2 separate regions of the Pan troglodytes genome follow, and region 1 is linked to region 2. The links are chromatin contacts, called in public capture Hi-C maps. All regions are on one chromosome and are shown on one strand. The core of a region is the stretch at or near the end of the contact, and the rest is flanking DNA. Distances in the headings are between cores, read along the strand shown. Region 1 overlaps SRGAP3 (SLIT-ROBO Rho GTPase activating protein 3). Region 2 overlaps SRGAP3 (SLIT-ROBO Rho GTPase activating protein 3).

The links. Capture Hi-C pulls out chosen DNA fragments and counts their contacts.
Region 1: a capture Hi-C map of stem cell-derived neural stem cells shows a contact between it and region 2, with 6 times the contacts expected there. The contact joins two enhancer-like sites. A contact is called at or near these places in 1 of 7 Hi-C or Micro-C datasets (stem cell-derived neural progenitor cells), 1 of 1 datasets of contacts at active chromatin or transcription factors (stem cell-derived excitatory neurons) and 1 of 1 other capture datasets (stem cell-derived neural stem cells).

Annotation. Positions count from the first base shown.
Region 1 is chr2:13,335,814-13,341,669 of NHGRI_mPanTro3-v2.0_pri, reverse strand. All of the region lies in intron 5 of SRGAP3 (SLIT-ROBO Rho GTPase activating protein 3), which reads left to right. Among named protein-coding and RNA genes, the nearest start is that of THUMPD3, 62 kb to the left of the region's middle. Within about 2 kb of position 1,324, at least 13 of the 24 cell types and tissues checked have an H3K27ac peak or open chromatin away from gene starts, as enhancers often do. A contact at or near this core is called in stem cell-derived neural stem cells, where this site is marked.
Region 2 is chr2:13,029,125-13,035,174 of NHGRI_mPanTro3-v2.0_pri, reverse strand. SRGAP3 (SLIT-ROBO Rho GTPase activating protein 3) reads left to right here. Exons shown (of 27, transcript XM_054681408.2): 24 at 800-980; 25 at 2,268-2,417; 26 at 4,480-4,807. Among named protein-coding and RNA genes, the nearest start is that of RAD18, 29 kb to the right of the region's middle. Within about 2 kb of position 1,779, at least 2 of the 24 cell types and tissues checked have an H3K27ac peak or open chromatin away from gene starts, as enhancers often do. A contact at or near this core is called in stem cell-derived neural stem cells, where this site is marked.

The DNA of each region.
Region 1 (5,856 bases), core at 75-2,574, 310 kb before region 2:
TGTCTAAGCTCTCATTTTAGAGGGAGAGAAATAAAGCTCTGCGAGAGTATGTCCCTGGGCTCAGAGCCACCCACAGGCACCAGGTGGTGCTGAGGCGGAGTCCCAGTTTATCCAATGACGAATCCCATTTGCCTCTTACCTCCCTGCCGCATCCTGACCTAGCTCCCCACGCCCACCTGAGCCCCTTCCTTGCAGACACCATCTCATGCCTGGCTGCAGCTGGGCAGAGCGAAGTGCTTCTCTGCCGGGCTGTCGCAAAGCTCCACTGTCTAGGAGTAGAGCGAGTGTTTGGGAGCAGGGCAAGCGTTTAGGCAGGCTGGGGAGGGGTGAGGGGGATACCCAGGGACGCACCCTCCCGTTTCTCATTCTTCTCTAGCTGCAGTCAGAAGCAGTGTATGCACTGCTAAGGCCAGGGCCCCTGGAGTCAAACTGCCTTCGCGGAAACCCTTGGCCTCCCCTTACCCAGCAGTGGGCCCTGGGGGCTCACTAAGTTTCCCATCTCTAAAATGGGAATAGTAATACTTACCTCATTGGGTCACCGTGGGGACTCAGTGAACATACATAAGGCACTGAGGACGGTTGTAAGCACATGATAAGCACAATAAAAATGTTAGCTCTCGGCAAGACGACTCACCAGCACCCTACCTGGATAGAGGAGTTTAGGTGAGAATTTCAGGATGATTCATCATACTCCTCGCCTATTCACTCACCCCACAATATCCTTTCAGAGTAACAACTGCTGTTTATTTGCAGTTAGGCCAGGCAGTATGCGAAACCTGTGATTTCCATGATCTCAGTTAATCCGCAGATCAACCCTGTGAAGTAGGTACTATTATTGTTCCTCTCTCATGGTTGAGGCTTACACAAGATTAAGTCATTTATCCCAGGTCACGCAGTTAATGACAGAAGGGCATCCCACGCTCATTCCTGTCTGGTGCCAAAGATGAAGCTTTTTACTACTACTCAATATTCTACCTCCTCTTGAAGCCAGTTAAAAACAACAAACACAGCCCCCCAACAAACACAGGCTCCCAGAGGAGCCACAGGCATCAGCCGTGCTCACTGTAATTCTACAGGACCCACCCCTTACAGAAACCATGGTCTGTAGAGTGAGATTTCTTTCCGCTCTTACGTGGCACAAAAGAGCGAATTTTACAGATGTCTCCCTGCTCCCCTGCAAAGTGCTTTGACTGACACAGAGGCCTCTACAGATTAAAGCTAAGTTAGCCATGGAGCCTTTAAGGGCCACCTTCCCCTCTTCCTGTTTCTTCTGAACCTCAAGGCCACCCATCTGGGCAGGCGGGGGACCTGCATCTCAGGCATGTGCGTTAACTTAACTTCTGGGCCATCCCGGATGTAATGCAAGGGCTCAGTGACTCAGGCCAGCCTATCTGGGATTTGTCCTCTCTTGGCATGTGAGAGTCTGTGCAGCATTGACATCTTTTGGCCATGAATGAAACAACAGGAACCAACCTACAAATGCAGAATCCCAGAAAGTCAGGGCCGGAAGAGGCTGTAGGAAGTTAAAAAACGAAACTTCACCAAGGGAAGGGTCTTGATGAGGATCACATTGAGAGGAAGGAAGGTGACCAGATTTAAGCCCTTTTTTTAACTTCCATACCTTCCTGGTACCCTCTGCTCCCAGAGGTGCTGAGCTGGGAGGGGTGGGAGTGGGCAGCCAGGTTGCTAAGCTTGTGCATTCAGTCAGGTGTCTCTTTCTTCCCCTCCCCAGCGTGTGATTATCCTCTAAAACAAGACTTCTCAACCTCAGCATAGCCCAGACATTTAGGGTTGGATCGTTCCTTGTCGTGGCAGCGGTCCTGTGCATTGTCTGATGCTGAGCACAATATTTGTCCACTACCCACCACCCACTAGTTTCCAGTAACACTTCCTTCTCCCACTCTGTTGCATGACAACCAAAAATGTCTTCAAACATCATCAAATATCTCCTGGGGGACAAAATTTCTCCCCTCTCTCCCTTCTGTTGAGAACCACTACTCCAAAAGCAGACTCCTTCCTCCTTCCCTTCCTGGAACACATCTTAAGAGCTTGGTATATGCCATGCTTTGCTGGCTCATGAATCAAGCCCTGGCTCTGTCCTTAAACAATTCAGAGTCTAGCTGAGGAGACAAGGCCCACACAGGTGGCAAAGATGGGAAGCCTCTCCACAGAGACAAAGGCGAGGTGCCCAAAGGAGCACAGGGGCAGATGCCTCACTGTCTGGGGAGATGTGAGGAAGCGTCACAGAAGGACAGATGGCAATTTCTCAGGCAGGCAAGGTGGGTAAAGGACATTCCAGGCAGAAGAAATGGAATGTACAAAGGTAAAGAGTTGTGAAGTGTGAAGTTTTGGGGAAAAATATTTTAGTATGACTGTACTCCAGAGTGCACATGAGGAGAGATTAAGGAAAGGGGCTGGAGAGTCAGGCAGCACAAGTTGATGATAGTGTTGTTGGTGGTGGTGATAATGGTGGTGATGGTGATGATGGTGATGATGTTGGGGGTAGTGGTGATGACGATGATGATGGTGGTGGTGATGATGATGGTGGTGGTGGTGGTGGTGGTGGTGATGGTGGTGGTGGTGGTGGTGATGGTGATGGTGGTGGTGGTGGTGGTGGTGGTGATGATGGTGGAGGTGGTGGTGATGGTGGTGGTGATGATGGTGGTGATGGTGGTGGTGGTGGTGATGATGGTGGTGGTGGTGATGATGGTGGAGGTGGTGGTGATGGTGATGGTGGTGGTGATGATGGTGGAGGTGGTGGTGGTGGTGGTGATGATGGTGGTGGTGGTGATGGTGATGGTGGTGGTGGTGATGATGGTGGTGGTGGTGGTGATGATGGTGGTGGTGGTGATGGTGGAGGTGGTGGAGGTGGTGATGGTGGTGATGATGTTGGTAATGATGATGATGGTAGTGGTGGTGATGATGGTGGTGGTGGTGATGGTAGTGATGATGGTAATGATGATGATGGTAGTGGTGGTGATGGTGGTTGTGGTGGTGGTGGTGATAATAATGGTGGAGGTGGTGGTGGTAGTGATGATGGTGGTTATGATGATGATGGTGGCAGTAGTGATGATGGTGGTGGTGGTGATGAAGATGATGATGGTAGTGGTGGTGATGAAGATGATGGTGGTGGTGATGATGAAGATGATGATGGTGGTGGTGATGAAGATGGTGGTGGTGGTGATGAAGATGATGGTGGCAGTAGTGATGATGGTGGTGGTGGTGATGATGAAGATGATGGTGGTGGTGGTGACGATGGTGGCTAACACATATAGAGCACTTAGCATATGCCAGACATTGTTCCAAGTATTTCTCATACATTATCTCTTAATTTTCACGGCAATCCTTTGAGGAAGGTGCTATCATTACCTCAGTTTACATATGGGAAAAATGTTGCAGAGAGATGAAGTAACATGCCAAAGTCACACAGCTTGTGAAGATTCCTTGTGAGCCCTGAGAAATTTGGCTATGGAGAGCTAAGGGTGTTTGTTTGTTTTTGAGATAGAATCTCACTGTGTCGCCCAGGCTAGAGTGCACTGGTGTGATGTCGGCTCACCGCAACCTCCGCCTCCCAGGTTCAATCTCCTGCCTCAGCCTCCTGAGTAGCAGGGATTACAGGTGTGTGCCACCATGCCTGGCTAATTTTTGTATTTTTAGTGGAGATGGGGTTTCACCATGTTGGCCAGGCTGGTCTCGAACTCCTAAGCTCAGATAATCCACCTGCCTCAGCCTCCCAAAGTGCTGGATTACAGGCGTGAGCCACCTCACCTGGCCGAGCCAAGGATTTTAAGTAGAGCAGCGACATGATCAGTGTTTCAGTTATTTTTAGCAGTATGATAAACCACCAAAAACGTGCTTGCCTACCACCAGCGTTTTATGATAGCTCATGATTCTGTGGGTTGGCTGGGGCTCAGCTGGATTGTTCTCCCACTAGTCTGGCTTTTGCAGTGGCAGTAACATGGTGGCTGGGGATGCTAGTTGGGGCTGGATGTCTACTATCTTGAAGTTTCTTTTCTTTTCTTTTCTTTTTTTTTTTTGAGACGGAGTCTCGCTTTGCCACCAGGCTGGAGTGCAGTGGCGCGATCTTGGCTCACTGCAGTCTCCGCCTCTCGAGTTCAAGCAATTCTCCTGCCTCAGATTCCCATGTAGCTGGGACTACAGGCATGCACCAGCATGCCCAGCTAATTTTTTGTATTTTAGTAGAGACAGGGTTTCACTGTGTTGGCCAGGATGATCTTGATCTCCTGACCTCGTGATCCATCTGGCTCGGCCTCCCAAAGTGCTGGGATTACAGGTGTGAGCCACCATGCCCGGCCATCTATTTTCTTTTTTTATTTTTTTGAGATGGAGTCTCACTCTGTCACCCAGGCTGGAGTGCAGTGGCATGATCTCAGCTTACTGCAACTTCTGCCTCCCTGGTTCAAGCGATTCTCCCACTTCAGCCTCCTGAGTAGCCAGGATTACAGGTACCCACCACCACGCCCGGCTAATTTTTCTATTTTTAGTAGAGACGGGGTTTCACCATGTTGGCCAGGCTGGTCTCAAACTCCTGGCCTCAAGTGATCTGCCTGCCTCGGCCTCCCAAAATGCTGAGATTACAGGCATGAGCCATGCCACCTGGCCTTAATGTTTTTTCATGTGGCTGCTATTTCTCTCTCTATCTAAATCCTTCTAGGTCTTTCCCTGTGACCACACTCTCCAGCAGAGTAGCCCGTCCTTGGCGGCTCAAGCTGCCAGGCCTTCTTAATGCCTAAACCTGAAAGTCCCAGGACATCATTTCCTCTGCATTGTACTGGTCAAATGGTCACAAGCATAGCCCAGATTTATGGAGAGGGTACATAGGATCCATTTCTGGTGGAAGGAGGGGCATGTGCATACAGGGAGGGGTGGAATTGTTTGGCCATCTTTGGATACTAGCTATCACAGCCAGATTTTTATAGGGAAGAATGTTCTGGCAGCATTACGTAGGGTGTTTTGAAGAGAGCAAGACTAAAGACATGATGATGAATTATGAAGTCATGGATAATTCTAGTTGAGTTAGTCAGCTAGCTTCTCTTTTTCCTTCTGTTACTGTGGAAAGACCAGAGTAATTATGTTTTAGTAGTAATAATAATAAAACAATAATCCTACTAACCTACATTTCTTGAGCACATACTGTGTGCCAAGCACTATGGTAAGTACATTTCTCCACAATTTAATACAATTATCTCACGAGATATATATATTCCTATTTTATCTTTCAGAAAACTGAGGTCAAGTGTATTAGTGTGCTAAGGCTGCCATAACTGTAAGTACTACTGACTAGGTGGTGTAAGCAACAGACATTAATTTTCTCACAATTCTGGATGCTAAAAGTCCAAGATCAAAGTGTCAGCAGGGTTGGTGTCTTCTGAGGCTTATCTCCTTGGCGTGTAGGTGGCCTTCTTATTCCTTGGTCTTCACATAGTCTTCCTTCAATGCACATCTATGTCCTAATTTTCATACTCTTTCTCTCTTTTTTTTTTTTTTTGAGACAGAGTCTCACTCTGTTGCCCAGGCTAGAGTGCAGTAGTGCCATCTTGGCTCACTGCAACCTCTGCCTCCTGGGTTCTAGCGATTCTCATGCCTCAGCCTCCTGAGTAGCTGGGACTACAGGCACACGCCACAATGCCCAGCTAATTTTTGTATTTTTAGTAGAGATGGGGTTTCACCATGTTGGCCAGGCTGGTCTCGAACTCCTGACCTCAAGTGATCCATCTGCCTCGGGCTCCCAAAGTGCTGGGATTATAGGCGTGGGTCACTGTGCCTGGCCCTAATTTTCTCTTTTTTTTAAGGAAACAGGTCATGTTGGATTAGGGTCCACCTGAATGACCTTAT
Region 2 (6,050 bases), core at 530-3,029:
AAAAAATTTTTTTTTTTGGAAATGAGGTCTCACTATATTTCCCAGGCTGGTCTCAAACTCCTGGACTCAAGCGATCCTCCTGCCTCAGCCTCCCGAAGTGTTGGGCTTATAGGCATAAGCTACCACGCCCAGCCTCTGTTCCTCTTATAAAGACACCAGCACTAGGATTATGACCCCACCATTATGACCTCATTTAACTTTAATCACCTCATTACATTAATTAAAGCCCCTAAAATACAGTCACGTTGTGGGTGAGGGCTTCAACATATAGATTTGAGGCAGACACAGTTCAGTCCTTAACAATGAGCTTTGAAGAGTCTGGGTACCCTTAAAATCCTGTATCGGATTTTGCAGGTTAGAGTCTGCATACATGATGTGGCCTCTCAAAAGATTAAAAATTACTAAAAGTATTATAAATGACAAAGAGGAAAAGGGTGCATAGAAAAATAGAAATATTAATAGAACTTGTGTTAAGGGGTAGAAGAAAACGAAAATTCTACAATATTGTCTTAATGAGCATTAAAAAGTAGAGAACAAGAAGGGCAGTGGAAAAGGAGCATGTATCAGCTCCCTCTTTACATTTTGAGGGTTTGATGGTTTGCCTGAGGTTGCAGGGTGGAGAGTGGAACTGAGTCTAGGACCCCAGGGTCCTGAGCCCCAGCCCACCAGGCGTTCTGTCCATGTTCTCACCAGCTGTGCAGTCTATCCTTCCCCAGAGAAGCCAGGGCCATCTGAGTGAGGCTCCTGAGCTGCCACTTTGCTGACCTCAGAGACGCTTTTTCCCTTGATTTCCTTCTAGAAGTGGAGCAGATCGAGGCTATCGCCAAGTTTGACTACATGGGGCGGTCCCCGCGTGAGCTATCCTTCAAGAAGGGGGCCTCGCTGCTCCTGTACCACCGCGCCTCGGAGGACTGGTGGGAGGGCCGGCACAACGGCGTGGATGGACTCATCCCCCATCAGTACATAGTTGTACAGGACATGTGAGTGGAGTCGAGACTTCTGTGAAGAATGCCGAAATAGATTAGTGATGTCTGGGATGGGCACCGTAGGGGAGTGCTAGCTTGTATGCCAGCAATTTGCCCTCCTTGATATCATACGCTTGTTCTTCTCTAACAATGGGTAATATCTAACTTCCCTTTAAATGGTGATCCACTTAACAGATATCCAAATTCCTCCTTCTGAGCACACAGAAACGGTGTTGGGTGCCTCTGGCCTATATCCTGATGCAGCTGACAGCCCCCAGGGTTTGCCATCACCCACCAGGACTCTCAGTATCCAGGGAATCTTGCCATGTGCCTCCACCTCCTAGGCCTCCCCTGCCTACGGTTCTACACTCCAGAGGTAGCTCTCTTAGGGGATGGGCAGAAACATGCCCTTGTTTCTGATTAATAGGGTACTATTTTTAAAAAAATAATTTCAGGGGTTAATGAAAAAGAGCCCTGCATCCCAAATGCCTAGTCCTACCACAAAAAGTCTGCACTTTCCATTCCTTTGAAAGCCATGGAAGCTTCCAGTGCACACCTTCCTTGGGAGCTCTGGTCAGGCTCGGCAGAACAGATTTACCATAGAGGCAGCCACCAAGCTGAGCCTCAAGGGAAGGGGATCAACAGCCCACATTGTGATGGGAGAGAGGGGGTCTCAGCCAGAGAAAAGGCCAGGGCCAAGCAGACTGCCAGAGGAATGCCATAGTGGAGGGCCCTTGGCAGCCTCCCGAAGTCCCCAGACCTCTGAGATCAGGGACAAGTCACCACAGCAGAGGGCCGTGGAAGGAGGCCGGCAGGGCACCCCAACAAGCTGGTGAGCCACCTCACAGTGGTCCAAGCCCTGGGTGGGGAGGTGAGGGGCAGAGGCAGCTTCTTCCTCCCTTGCTTAGCCAGAAGCCATTTCTCATGGAGTCACACAGAGACTCAGCACTCAGCCCTCGGTGCTCAGCCTGCGGACTCTATCCCCCCATTTCTCCAACACACCCTGCAGCATTTAGCTTGTCCTAGCCTGGAGCTGCCTGGGAATGAACAAGCTAGAAGAGAAAAAAGGAGGAGGTAGGTGTGGGACAGAAGAGGGTCCCAGCTGCGGAAACTGACCAGGAGTGTTGCAATGGGCATGTGTGGTGGGAAGGCACGCAGTGGGCAGTGGCCTAGCAAGCGCTGTGGGCACAAAGTAACCATAAGTTGTGTTAATTCAGCCCCTCAGACACATATCAGGGAGCTCTGTATATGCTGGGTTCTTTGGGGGAAGGTGCCTCCAATTCATGTCTGTCTTCTCCCCAGGGATGATGCCTTCTCCGACAGCCTGAGCCAGAAGGCTGACAGCGAGGCCAGCAGTGGGCCATTGCTGGATGACAAGGCCTCTTCCAAAAACGACCTCCAGTCCCCCACGGAGCACATCTCGGATTACGGCTTTGGGGGGGTGATGGGCCGGTAGGATGTGCGGATTCATTTTTTCCCTGCTAGTGTCAATCCTGTTCATGTCTGATTTGGGAGAAGCACAAGGGCAGAGAGGAGAGAAGGAGCCTACTGCAGCCCCCTGTTCCCCACAAAATGAAATGGGCACACTGGGCGGGCTGGCTGTCATTGGCCCAAGAAGGCCAGGTATAGAACCATCCAGCCTGTGTTGCCGGGAGGAGGAGGAAAGACATGTGTTGGGAACTCAGTGCTTTTTTATTTAAAATAATAATGTGTGAGAGAGATACAAATTGGCAAGTATTTTTCCTACCTGTCTCCAGTTCCTGCACCTCCTTCCAGCTTTCTGTTGTAGAACTGAGTTGTTATATTTAAAAATGTAAAGCTCACATATTCCCCGAAACGCACTACATAAACAGAAAACTCACACCTACTCATGTGTTGAGAAGGAAATTGACACTCGACTCCACCCACTTATTTGGAGGGAGCAGTATTACCAATTTCTTCGCTCCCTATGTGTGGGCCAGGCTGTGTCACATAACCTTTCTACCAGGCAAGGAGCTGTGCATGTCCTTCTGAGAACAGGTATAATCCAAAGTATGTGGTTATTTTTTAAAAAATTAATGAGGAAATAAGAAGAAAAGAAAAGAAAAGCTGACAGTTTCTCACTGCCTTTTTAGTCACACTCTCAAAATGTCATATTCTATGTTTTTTCCAGTGGAGGGGTCATGTGGTCAGCCCACACATGTAGGTATTTGCAGATAGACCCCAAAAAAATCAGTCACAGTGGGAACACACAATTTATGAATTTATTTCAGCAAAAATCCTGATGCCTCTTTTCTGCAAATTCCATTCAGTTCAGCAGATAGCTCGGGGCACTATGGTGGAATTGAGAAGGTCAGGGAAGTGGAAGGCTGGCGTAGGTAGACAAAGAAGTTATGGTCCCCTGACTTCTAGGAGGACCATATCTTCTGCCTCTCTTTTCCTCTCCCTTGTCCCCCGCCCTCACCTCCTTTGTTCTTGTTCTTTCTTTCTAAGTACTGCTTCCTTTCCAATACCTATGCTTTGGTCCTGCTGGGACACCCACAAGCACTGCTTAGCTTGGCTGGTGGCACTAGGATCTGAATCACTGGTGGTCCCTAGTCATAATCCATTCCCAACACACGGTCCCTCTCCCTCTCCCCTCACCACTTCTAGCCCTTCAGACTCTTGGTGACCTCTGTAGGATGCAGCCAAATCTCCTGTGTATAGAACCTCTTATCTTCAAGGTGCTTTCAAACCCACTTGAAGCAAAGGTAAAGGGTGGGCAAAGGATCTTACTGAAACCCACTTCACAGATTAATAAAGTGGGCTTGAGAGAGGACACAGGAAAGCACGCGGCAGACACAGGGCAAGAACTCACCTTCCTGAAACACAACCTAATCCCCTCTTCACCGCACCAGAGCCCCCCTGAAGTGGGAAAGGTACCAAATGCACAAAAGGGCTGTCCAGCCATGCAGTGTTTACTCTTGAATGACTAGTTTTCCAAGATCCAAAAAAGCCTCACAGAAGGAGCCCTCTTCTGGGGAGATTGGGGGTTGGGTGGCAACGTTAGAGTGTCTTCAGTTCCCAGGGGACCCCAACTGTGCTTGCAGGGTGCTGGTAACTTTGGTACAGTCAAGCCTCAAAGCTTCAGACCAATTAGAAGCCCCTCAGAATCATGGAAATGTCTGAACTGCTTCAGAGGGTATCATGAGCCCAACTAACCATCGCCAAAGCGTTTCCAGGGTTGGAATCCTCTAGGCCTTGACTTAGCGTGTAGACCAGATGCATTTTGCGGTTGGCAGCACAGCTGTCTGTGGCCTGGAAGCACCGTGCTCCAAATGCTTTCATGTTTACAGGTTAGACCTCCCCCTGCTGCTGAGCTGTGTGCTGAGCCAGGTCTTTCATTATGGAATTGTAGGGTCTGGCTGAATGAGGCTTTACTGTACCCGCTCCTTAGACTAGCGTGCAGTGTGTGGCATGGGGTTGACTCACCCATTCTGAGACTTGCCAGGCTTGACCTCTGCCCCATGCCCCTCGCCCCCTGGCTCCTTTGCAGAGTGCGGTTACGATCTGATGGAGCAGCCATCCCCAGACGCCGAAGCGGGGGCGACACACACAGCCCGCCCCGGGGCCTGGGCCCCAGCATAGACACACCACCCCGGGCTGCTGCCTGCCCCAGCAGCCCCCACAAAATCCCCCTCACCCGGGGGAGGATCGAGAGCCCTGAGAAGCGGAGGATGGCGACGTTCGGGAGCGCTGGCAGCATCAACTACCCTGACAAGAAGGCGCTCTCCGAAGGGCACTCGATGAGGTCGACCTGCGGTTCCACCAGGCACAGCAGCCTAGGGGACCACAAGTCCCTGGAGGCCGAGGCCCTGGCAGAAGTAAGGGCCAGCGGGAAGGCAGGCTGGGCAGCCAAACACCCCAGAGGGCAGCGGGTGGGAATCCGTGGAGCGGGGAGCCACCTTGGCCTTTATGCCAGGCTCATGGCTAAGCCAGAGAACGGGAGAGTGAGTGGCCTCCCTGTCCCTTGCTGGGCTTCCCGTGGGAATGGAGACTGGTTGGGAGCAGCCACTGCTAGGGTTCCTATAGAGGCTGAACACCCCCAGTGTCCAGGGCTGGGGAGGGCATTGGCCAGATTATGGGGCTGGGGTAATGGCAGGTCACTACACAAAATGATACGATTCAGTTTTTGACTCATTCATTCACTCATTCATTCATTTCTCTCTTCATTCATCAATTCATTCATTGGCAAATATTGATTGAGCATCTATCATGTGGCCGTCACCATGCTAGCCACCAACAGTAAAATGGAGATCTAAAATGGACTCAGGCCCTGCCCACATGGAGCTTACAGTTTAGAGAAGAAAGAGACATCAACAAACACACACACACAGTTGTGAAATAGTTGTTTGGTTGGGTGCCTTTAAGGAATGGTCCAAAGTATTTTGAGAGCCTAAAATGTGAGGATTGCACCTAGGCAGGGAGAGACTTCTCTGGGGAGAACTTGACCTGAGACCCAAAGGGTGGGCAGAGCTAAATAGCTGAAGCTGCAAGAGAAGAATGTTCCAGGTTCTTCTCAAGTGCTTAGAGGGTTGGCTTTTGTTTGTTTGTTTTGTATTTGGATGAAAAATCTATATGATTTTTACATTTGCCAAATGAGTAGAACTGTGATTTGTTTAACAATTTGCATAGCCGGTTTCATGGGTTTTTTGACAGTTCTATCATATTTTGAGAAGTTTCCATTTTTTTTGTCTCTGGAATTTGGTGTGGGGGCCCATTATGTACCCTCTCCCTAGTGTTCTCTCCCACATAAGGTAACAGAGACAATCAGAACCTTCTGGTCTGTGAGAATTTTACTGTGGAGAGTAGCCTTTGAATCCCTGTTCAAAAGGAGAAGGAGAAAGGGCAGGGAGTCGTGAGCTGTGTTCTAGAGGAGGCCAAGCAGGGTTCCCTGGGAATACACAACACAGAAACAGCTCACCTAGCAATGAGTACTCCTGTTCACACCAGCAGGCTCTAGTTTGGCCCCATGCCCATTCCCAGGGGTCCCTGAAGATCAGCGCCTTCCGAGGAGGCATGCCAGCTGCTGGTCCCCCCCATCCTTGAGGAAACATCACCCTAGCA